2 separate regions of the Sus scrofa genome follow, and region 2 is linked to region 1. A link is a contact called in public targeted proximity ligation data. All regions are on one chromosome and are shown on one strand. The core of a region is the stretch at or near the end of the contact, and the rest is flanking DNA. Distances in the headings are between cores, read along the strand shown.

Region 1 (5,258 bases), core at 587-3,086:
GTACTAAAATGAGGGTGATAACTACTTTCATTCTTTGGCCCTTGAGATTATAGAGTGTTTATAGAGCAGACAGAATCGTTTGTAATTTTGTAATTAATTGGTAGCAGCCAGTAGGCTAGAACTTGAAGAAGTACTACTGTGGCTGCTTCTGTGGAGCCCAGTCACTGAGGAGTATGTGTTCCACCTGCCAGCCTGGTAACCATTCTTCAGCTCTCCTGAGCTGCTTTATAACCTTCATCTGTCCCTGCACTCTTAGCACAGGGTTATTTACCTCTTTTTGCTCATGGAGCCTCTATTTCACCATCCTCCTGCCTCTGAAGAATTACTTCATTTTCATCGCAGAAGTTCTGCAGGTCTTCCCTTCAAAAGACATCAGTAGTGGTGAAAATTTTGCCTCTGTTGGGTCTCTGTTGCCCTTTTCCGTTGACCTTTTTTTGGCCGCACCTGTCACTTGTGGAAGGAAATTCTGAGGCAGATCGAACTTGTACCACAGCAGTGACCTGAGCCACAGTAGTGACCTCACTGGATCTGTAACCCACTGAGCCGTAGGGGAACTCCCTGTTACCTCCTTTCTAATCCCACTGCCTCTGCCTTTATCCAGGCCTTTATTCAAGCTGGTTTCCCTGCTCTATCCTCATCCTTTTTGGAGCCAGTTCACTAATCTAAAACGTAGATCTAATCACATCGGTCCTGTCTTAAAAATATTCATGTTTCTGCATTCCCTGCATAATAAAACTCAAGTTTCTTAATATAACATAAGGTCCTGACTCCAGATTGCCAACTCAGTCTCATTTCTTGATGACCATCCTTCTCTGGCCCTCTGACCATTTCTTGAATATGGCATTAACTTTGTCCCCTCTTGGTCTGATAGACCTTCTATTCATCCTTAAAACCCATTTCTCTCGCCACTTCTTTAAATCCTTCCCTCTAACCCTCCCAAGAGTTATACTTCCTCATCTTTGCTTTCACACAATTTTGTTGTATCACTAATGGATCCCTTATCCTTATCAGATTGTAATCATTGTGTGGATGTCCATCTCCTGTTGGAAGAGCCTGTGCCACTTAAGGGCAAGGACTGTGTTCCCTTTACCTTTATGTCTTCAGTTTATTGTACGATGCCTATGCATAGTAAATATTCAGTAATAGCATTTTATGTAAATGCGTGCATCACTTGGAGAGCCTGGAAATGGGGGAAATAGTTAGATGAAGGTTGTGTGTATGTGTGTCCAAGGGCATGTACTTGGAATTTGCCTTCTCCGCAACTTTCATGAGATGCTACAAGTTGAGAAGAAATCAAAGAGAAGATAGGTCTTTAAAGGGACTAGGAATCTATAGCTTCCCAGGAAGCAGACGTTCATGTTTTCAGCTGTCTAATCATGATGGGCAGATTCTAGGTACCCCAGGGAAGATGCTTCAGCAGCCTCACATTTTGTTCATTTCCAAAACCAAACAGTGACAGTCAAGGTGGTTACTGTCCCTGAGGAGCAGAAACCTGCTAAGATGAGGACTCCCACCAGTAGGATAACTGAAGTGCATCTGTGCTTGTGCTTGGATCTCCCCAAGACAATGTGGGAATGGACAGAAGGGGAATGATAAGGAAAACAGTAAGGAAAGAGTAAAGCCTGGCAACTGTGCCCTCCAGGGGTGGTATGTTCATGACTTGTGCTTACAACTCTTGCTGGGTCTCCCCTTTGCCTTAGGTATGGCGCTAGGTGCCCCAGAAGTGTGCAACCAGGTCACCTCATCCCAGTCTGTCCGGGGCCTTCTCCCTTGTACTGCCCAGCAACAGCAGCAGCAGCAGCAACTTCCTGCTCTCCCACCCACGCCTCAGCAACAGCCACCCTTGAATAATCACATGATCTCACAGGTGAGTCACCACTCAGTGCCAGAGCCCCCTCTGCTCTGATTCAAACAAGCTCTGGAAGTACAGTCATGTCTCTTGTGCAGTGGGTGGCAGGAAAGATCTGTTTTTGGAGACATGCCACTCCATCCCCCATTTCTTGTTAGTTGTGGGGAGAAAAGACTAAGGGCAAAGGGTTGGCCAAAGTGCTCTTAGTAAAGTCAGCCTGGGAGTTTTTCTGCTTTATATTTCTTTCTTTTCCTCTTGAAAAATGTCAGCGGGATCTTTAACCCTAATCCACGTTTCTCCCCCCATCCTGTGTAATTAGCAAGGTGATTTTCCTCCCTGTATCCATACATGGAGCTCGAAAAGATTACAGTTCCCACCATAGTCTAGCTGAATGTGTTCATACGGCTGTTGATCCCTAAACAAATATTTATGTGTTGGGATTTGGAAGAACGGAAAGGAAACCACACTCATCAAGATCCCTGCCATACACCGTCACTGCTGTGACTTGGGGCACTGCTGTGGTACAGATGTAAGCCCTAGAACATCTGCATGCTATGGGCATGGCCAAAAAAAAGCACAAAACCCTCCAGCGTCTTTCTTTCCTGTGCCATAAAAGAGTTCTGCCTTTTTTTGGGGGGGGGAGCGCATGCCCACAGCATGCACAAGTTCTAGGCCAGGGATTGAACCCATACTACAGCAGCAACCTGAGCCACTGCAGTGACAGTGCCAGATCTTTAACCCACTGAGCCACACAGGAACTCCAGAAGAGCTCTTTCTCCTTCTGTTCTGGACTGTTGGATGTTGATACTAACTAGGGTTTGAAAACTAACTAGAAGTTTTGCTTCAGTGGAGAGACCATGCAAGTCATCAGCCTAACAATCAGATCCTGTTCTAAACTGGAACCTCAGTGTTCTAGGTTTAAAGTCTCCTTAATACTCTGAGGCAAGTTGTGCTGAGATCTTTACTTACTCTTTTTTTTTTTGATAAATTGGTTTTCATTTTTTATTGAAGTATAGTTGATTTACAGTGTTGTGTTAGTTTATCTTTACTTACTCTTTTCTTCCATGAATAGAGCCCTTCATGAATAGAATAAAGCCTGCACTTTATCCTGGAATATTCTTGATAGTCAGGAAGCCAATACGTCTATATTAGAATTCAAGTTCTCGTTTCACCTCCCAGATTCCCTCATTTCCCTGCTCAGTTAGTCCAGCTTAACCTCAGATATATCTCTTCCATAGGTACAAGAAGTAAGTCCTAAGCACTCATACCCTAGGAACTGGAAACTAGAGTGGAAACACCCCGGAACGGCCCAGTACGACCCCATTCATATATTGTGAAATGAAGCTAAAATAGAACATTGAGGATCTAGGAACCTCTGCTTTGTGGCTTAATGTAACCCACGTGCATGTCATTCCAAGTCCTTCATCTCAGTCCCTAGATCAGTTTCTCTATAGTCCTGACTTTCTTATTTTACCACCATATACCTACCACCTCATCAAGTCTCATTCACATCAGCTTACCTCCCTCCATACTGAAACACGGCATGTGTGTTTGTGCTTTTCCCTGTCTGTGTCTTAATTCAGACCTGTAATTGGATAAACCTGAACTTCTCCCTCTGGCTGACCCCTCTTTCTGTGTGTGTCTCACTTTTTTAGGGTCCCACTATTTTTTTGAGTTTTCTAAAATGTATGTATGTTAATACAATTCTGTTCCCTTTTCTGCCTCTTAATTTTCCATCTGCCTCCTCCTTCCATCCATATCTAGAAACAGACAGCAAAAGTGGGAAGGGAATAAAGAGATAAGTAAAGAGAAAAACCATTTGGGACTGAAAAAATTTTAGATAGAATGTTCAGGTGACCGGCCTTAAATCTCAAACTTTTACTCCGAATCTGTCCCTCCATCTGAATCATGAGAGTCAGTTGTTGGTATTCACTGGTCTCCTACAGGGAGTACATTGTTAGGCGAGGCCCTATAGATTGGGAACAAGGGAACATTATTTGGTACAGAGATATCAAAAATTTATTCTTACAGTTAATTGCAATCACAAACTCCAAACTAAAATATCTTTATGCTGGTTAAGTTTTGCTGTGTCTGAAGCACTTATGGTAGCTGCTAATATACCTACTGCTTCTTTCTTTCTTCTTTTTCTTTTTCCTTGTCTCTCAACTCAAGTTGCTGAACCTCAGAGTACTTACTGTTTAGTTTCTCAAATGGTGCAGGGATGAAGGAAGTAAACACGCCCCCCCCCACACACGCACCACTGTGCTTACTTTAAAGGTTTTCCTTTTGAAGAAAAACTTAGAAAAGGTAGTTACCTTTACCTCCGTAGCAAAAAGCATTTGCCCCAGGCCTCAGGACAGTGCTGGCTAAACTATGCTTTTTCCCTTCTTGGCAGACCCCTGCTGTCAAAGCAGGCTTCCATATCATGTATCAGCAGAACATGTGAAACCAAGGGGTAAGGCTGAGTGTTAAAGAGCCAGTGGCTACCTTTTGCCCAGAGTCCTCTGAGCCTCTCTGTAGAGTCCAGTCAGGATCCAGGAGTCAATGATCCAACCCAGAAGTCACCAGTAGGTGGCAGTCACATCCCTCAGGCCAGTCTTTAGCTTCTCCCATGTTTTTTTGGAAGTTCCCTAGCTCTGGAGTTTGAGGTTAGTAGATGCAAACTATTACATTTAGAATGGAAAAACAACAAGGTCCTACTGTATAGCATAGGGAACTATATCCAATTTCCTGGAATAGACCATGATGGAAAATAATATAAAAAAAGAATGTATATATGCGTAAAAAATAAAGCACTTCAAAACAGCAAAAAAAAAGCACAGAAATGCCTTCCTTTACCACTACCCTTCCTCAGCCAGGAGAGACCTAATAGAGGAACATCATTTCTTCCCTCTTCACTTTTTACTCAAAACTTAAAAATGTGAAGAAAACAGGCAGAGCTGTTTTACCACTTCTCTGTCCTTAAGGCCTCCCCTTGTCCCCCTGAGAATGTGAGGCCTGAGTATGACAGGCCCTCCCGCAAGAGAAAGAAGAGGATTAGGATAATAGAAAATGCGTTTAAAAGCTACCAGCACAGGTAGCTCATTCTGAATAGCTTGCCAGCAGTTATATTTGGAATGCTGCTGGCTTACAGAAAGTAGGTGTGCCAGGAGAGCTGAGAGCTTATTTTCAAGGCTGTAGTAGCATCTCTCCCAGGTCACACAGTGGATTCTCAGTAACTTTTTCCTGACCAAGATGATTTACATTTTACCTAGTGTAGATATCAGGAGTATTCTCCATTGTGGGTATCCTCTAATTCCTGGACTCTGCCTCTTGGAACTGTTCTCTGTGAAAGTGCCTCCCAGGAGATATATGGCAGGGGATGATATAGATACCTTGGTCCCCTACAACTCTTAATACTCTAAACTTG
Region 2 (4,799 bases), core at 1,418-3,917, 160 kb before region 1:
AGAGAGCGCGGAGGATCTGCCCTTCTCTAAGGCAGAAAACTGTGTGGAAAGGCGTAAGATTTCTGAACGGAGTCTCCGGGGTCTCTCGAGTACACAGGTTGGAAGCTGGTGTTATTCAGGAATAGTTTGAAGCTGGGCAGCCGCCTAACCTTTTTGGTCTGTTTTGGGGTAACAGGAACGGGACTGTGAGGGAACGCTCTGGGAGAATTAAAAACAAAAAGTCATCATCCATCAGAGGAGTAGTGAGGAATAAGTAGGTGCCGCTGTCCGCTTTCCTCCTCAAACTCCAGTTTAGTTCCATCCCGGGTTTTCCGGCCTCCCAGGATTGAGGGTGGGGTGGGGCGGGGTAGGGTGGAGAACGACCGGGAGCGGGCCGGCCGGCGCGGTGGGTGATCCCGGGATGCTGGGATTTAGGGTGAGGGCGGGGTAAGATGGGGAGCTGAGCCCGGACCCCATGACCCAGCCCGAGCCCCATCCTAGGCTGTACCCTACCTAACACCTCCTTTCCCAGCGGAGACCCAGATCCAGATCCCGCAACCAAGACCTCCCAACTCGACCTTGGGCACTACGTTGCGGGGGCACAGCTGGCTGGCAGCTGGACGGGGGGACACTTCTCCCGCCTCCTTCCTCTATGACTCACCTAGGCGAAGGAGGCGGGAGCTAGCAAACGACCCCCCAAAACTAAAGAGACTCCCCCAAACATGCCTACTCAGTCACCTTCCTGCCCACTACCCAGCCACAGGGGAGCCCGAGATGGAAACAGGGAGATACCCCTTCCCACCCAAGCGTGCCGCAGCCCACCCATGTCTCCCCTTCACACTGCTGAAAGGAAAATTTCGGCAACTTTTCCAGCTTCAGAAAATTAAGTTTTTCTGGGGTGTGGATGAGCGAGCAGGACGGGGCAGGGAGCTTAAGGGTTCCCTCGCTAGAGCCCTGAATCATCTTCTGTCTCTCCCAACTTTCCAGAGTCCCCCCTCGCACCCCCGCTCCCCAACTCCCAAGAGTCGGCCCCGCCCCCTTCTCCGGGTCCCGCCTTCCCCGCCCCCGTGCCTCCTCGGCCCACCCAAGTCGCCGCCGCAGGCTCTGGCTGCAGACCGCTCCGCTTCCCCCGCCCGCCCCGGGAGCCTAGTCGAGCGAGCCGCAGCGGAATGGGGGGGGGGGTGGATTGAGAGGCGGGACACATTCTTCCCTCCTCCCCTCAGTGCATCCAGAGAGCTGGCATTGGCCCGTGGAGGTGGGGGGGCACTGTTGGATAGTGGGAGTCCCCTCGGTGGGATGGAAAAGAAGAATCCAGAAACTGTAGCGAGAGAAAGTGATTAGGGTAAATAAAATAAGGTGTGTCTGGGGAGGGGGAGGGGCCAGGACACCTTAGGTTCCTGGGTATTCCAACTGGCTTCCTAAGGGTTAACGTCTGGAGACCCCCGGGAACCCCCTAGTGACGTCAAGGGCGGGGTCTGTGCCGCCCGGCAGGGGATGCCTGGTAGATAAGGGGGGGGTGTCTCTGGACCCCGCCCCCCAAGGTAAAACCACCCTTATTTCTGCCCTTACAACTGCCCCCGGACCCCCACCACCGGAAAATCGCCCTGCCTTCTCCCTCTACCGGACTGCAAAAACCTATCCATGAAGACCCCAGTTCCCCAAGTCCCTAAACCCTTCAGTCCCCAGCGTCTATGGGATACCCTTTCCCTAATCCTGTCCCCAAAGCTAGCTGCCCAGGGCGGATTGTTTCGGGGTCACAGGGCCTGAAAGAGGCTTCAAAGCGGGGAGCAAGGGCAGGCAGGGTGGTCTGAGACAGAGGAGGGGCCTCGGTCCCCAGCTCCCGTTTGGGAGGGGGGCCAACAGCGACGCACAGGCTGGCAGTGGCCAGTGGTCCCGCCCCATCCCAGTAGGGGTCTCCCTGTGGCTGGCCCCAGCTGCTCTGGTGGTCTTGAGGTCAGAGGGTCAAGACAAGGTCTCCTCCGCTCCTCCTTAGCACCCTGCTCACAGCCCCTTGGGACCCAAGAGTCCAAATTCCTTGAGGAGTCTTTCTAGGGCCTAAACCGGAGACTGTCTCCAGAGGCCCCCTTCATAGTCCAGAAGACAATTCCTTTAACCCAAAACACATGCACCAGCAAGCACATCTGTCACAAGACAGGTCAGAGGTTCAAGCCCAGCCGCCTCCCGGTGGTTTTGTCGCCTCACACACACCCATCCCCACCCCATCTAGGACTCTCTCCTTAACTGTTCCCTCCTTTCAGAAACACTGATGTCTTCCAGTCCCTAGCTCCCACCTGGAGTACCCTCTCTACCACGCAGACCTCCAGCTAGCCATCCTTCCAGCCTCTTCATCCCAACCTCATTAAAGTGCGATGTTTCTAATACATGGGAGAGGCGGAGACAGACAAAGAGATCCACGGTTGCCTGAGACAGAGACACACAGACTGTCAGAAGAAAAAAAAAAGATAGAGAGAAAGGAAGATACATTTGAAAAAAATCTCCAAACTTTCTAACATCTTACCCCAGGCTCTCCCACCCCTATTTTGCCTCTGTGCCCGGGGTCTCTCTGTCGGCTGGGCAGAGTCCCTCGCAAGCAAAGCATCCCCTCAGGCCCCTTCCCCCACCGCTCCCAGGTGGTCCCCCCCGCCTACCCCCCTTCTCACCTCTGTCTGGGCGCAGGGCTCGGGATGCGCGGTCCAGGGCTGGAGTCTGGGCTGGGGGGTGTGCGGTGGGGAGGGGGGGGCGGACAGGGCTACAGCAGCGCAGCGTCAGTGCCACCCCGCCCCCCAACCTGGCCCCCAGCCCTCCCGCCGGCCCAGCCCGCCGGGCCGCGAGCCGGGACCACCCGCGAGAAGCGCAAAGTTTTTTTCCCCCTTTTGCAAAAACTTTTTCTCGCTCTAGCCACTGGCGCGCCGCCGCTCTTCCCGCTCGCCCCTCACCTCCCTCCTATTTCCCTCCTTGCAGTTCTGAAGGATAAGGCGGGGTAGCTGGAAGCGAGAGAGGGGGTGCCGGGCTTATTGCACCCCCAGGACCCCCAGGATCCTCCCCCTCCCTAGAGGGACCCTATACTGCCTAGCACCCCCCCCCCCCCCCCGCTGAACACGCTGCTGGTGGTGGGCAGTAAATCCCGGCATGGATCTCTGGATGGGCTGCCCACGAAGAGGCCCTGAATAGGAACCAGAAAAAAACAAATTGAGAAATATATTGGGGAGGGGAGGGGGGAACTCGAGGAAAAAAAACCTCGTCGGAGAAAGATAATATTGGAAGTAGACTTTAGTTAGTGCTAACTGAGCATTCCGCCATCCTGTAGTTTTTCTGCCAGCCTCATCCTCTAGATGAAACATGGAGGGATTAGGGCAGATTCGGGGTTTGGTGGAAACAGGTTTGGGACAGAGTTGGATTGGGGACCCTGGGCGGAAGGTGAGGGGGTCCACGGAGCATAAAAGGCAGGAGCAGCGGCTGAGGCTCTGGGTGCAGGGCACGTGTTCAAAAGGTTGCTAAGGAGCCCTGAGACCGAAGCACTGTTTCCCCAAGAACCGCACCTCTCCATCTCCGAAGTTCTGGAAACTGGGGCCACCTCTGCACCTCTCTACGCTGCCCGCTCTCTTTCTGCTCGTCATGGCTGTCTGCTCCCTCTGCTGGTCTTTCTGGCACATGACACCCTCTTTGAGTCTGGAGGCAGAGGAGACTTGGGGGAGCTAAGGAGTAAAGCTTAATAGGTTCCCCCCACCAAAGCCGAGCTGGGAGCCCATGGAGGGGTTGCATAAACCCAAAGAAACAGAGAAGCACAGTGGCCGAGGCAGCTACCGCAGAGCAGTAGTGTCTGGTAGGGGAGTGCCCTTGTCCTTCTGGGTTTGTGTTGCCATGGTTACCGGATGCAGGGGAAGGGGCAGCTATTTTAGTCTCTCAGACCTTTATGAGAAAGAGGAGAAGGCACGGTGGGGGGAAGGAGTCCTTCACTTTTCTGCCACCCCTCAGTTAGAACTCCCACATCCTAGTTCAGTTTCCAAGAACCACCCCTCCTTGGGTCTGGAGGGTCAGGGAGTTAACTGTTGGGTCTGAGGGTCAAGGGGAAAGGTGAAGCTAGGAAGAGGTCTGAGGCCTGACAAATATATGTAGTAACTGTGGGAGGACAGATAAGAAGCCCTATTTGAGCCTCCCTCCCCCACATGACTTTGACCCAGACATCAGCTATACCCATATGGTCAGACAAGACTAATGATGACTAGAAAAGAAGGGATCCTACACATGCACTGCTTGCCTCTCCCCAACCAAGACTCTAGATCAGCGACTCTCAAACAACTTGGCTCCAATTACCCCTTTATGCTCTTAAAAATTATTGAGTTTTGTTTATCTGATTTATATCAATTTACCATATTAGAAATTAAAACTGACGAAAAAGTTTGTAACACAAGAATACACAAGTACACATCCCATTAACAAAGATGTCAGAAAGATGATGTAATCACATGTCCTACGGCCTCTGGAAATCTCCATTGTAGGCTTTGAGATATTGAAAATTAAAAAGGCAAATAACATCTTAGTTTTATCCTGAAAATAGTCTTGACCATGTGAAAGGGTCTCAGGGACACCCCCCTGCCCAGGGGGTTCCCAGGCCACACTCTGAGAAGCATTTGTCTGGGCCATCATCCCAGCCCTTCTTCATGACTCACACTCGATGATTTTTTTTTCCCCTCATTTTTATTAGGAAAGTATAAACGTCGACCTCCTCACTGAGTTCTGCCCCCCCTCCGAAAAACCAGAGAACTTTTCCTGCTCAGCACCCCTTTCTCTGGACTTCCATTGCTGGGGCTCTCCTAAAC

What was found.
Region 2: a contact with region 1 is called in a targeted proximity ligation map of alveolar macrophages. A contact is called at or near these places in 3 of 5 promoter capture datasets (fetal liver, fetal skeletal muscle and liver), 18 of 47 Hi-C or Micro-C datasets (alveolar macrophages, embryonic fibroblasts, epiblast stem cells and 10 more) and 2 of 2 datasets of targeted methods (alveolar macrophages and skeletal muscle).

What each region holds. Positions count from the first base shown.
Region 1 is chr5:22,576,704-22,581,961 of Sscrofa11.1, reverse strand. R3HDM2 (R3H domain-containing protein 2) reads left to right here. Exons shown (of 25, transcript XM_021091859.1): 14 at 1,701-1,867. Among named protein-coding and RNA genes, the nearest start is that of STAC3, 23 kb to the right of the region's middle.
Region 2 is chr5:22,734,576-22,739,374 of Sscrofa11.1, reverse strand. It overlaps GLI1 (GLI family zinc finger 1), which reads right to left and starts at 2,667. Exons shown (of 12, transcript NM_001256593.1): 1 at 2,640-2,667. INHBE (inhibin beta E chain) reads right to left here. Exons shown (of 3, transcript XM_003126320.4): 3 at 4,659-4,799.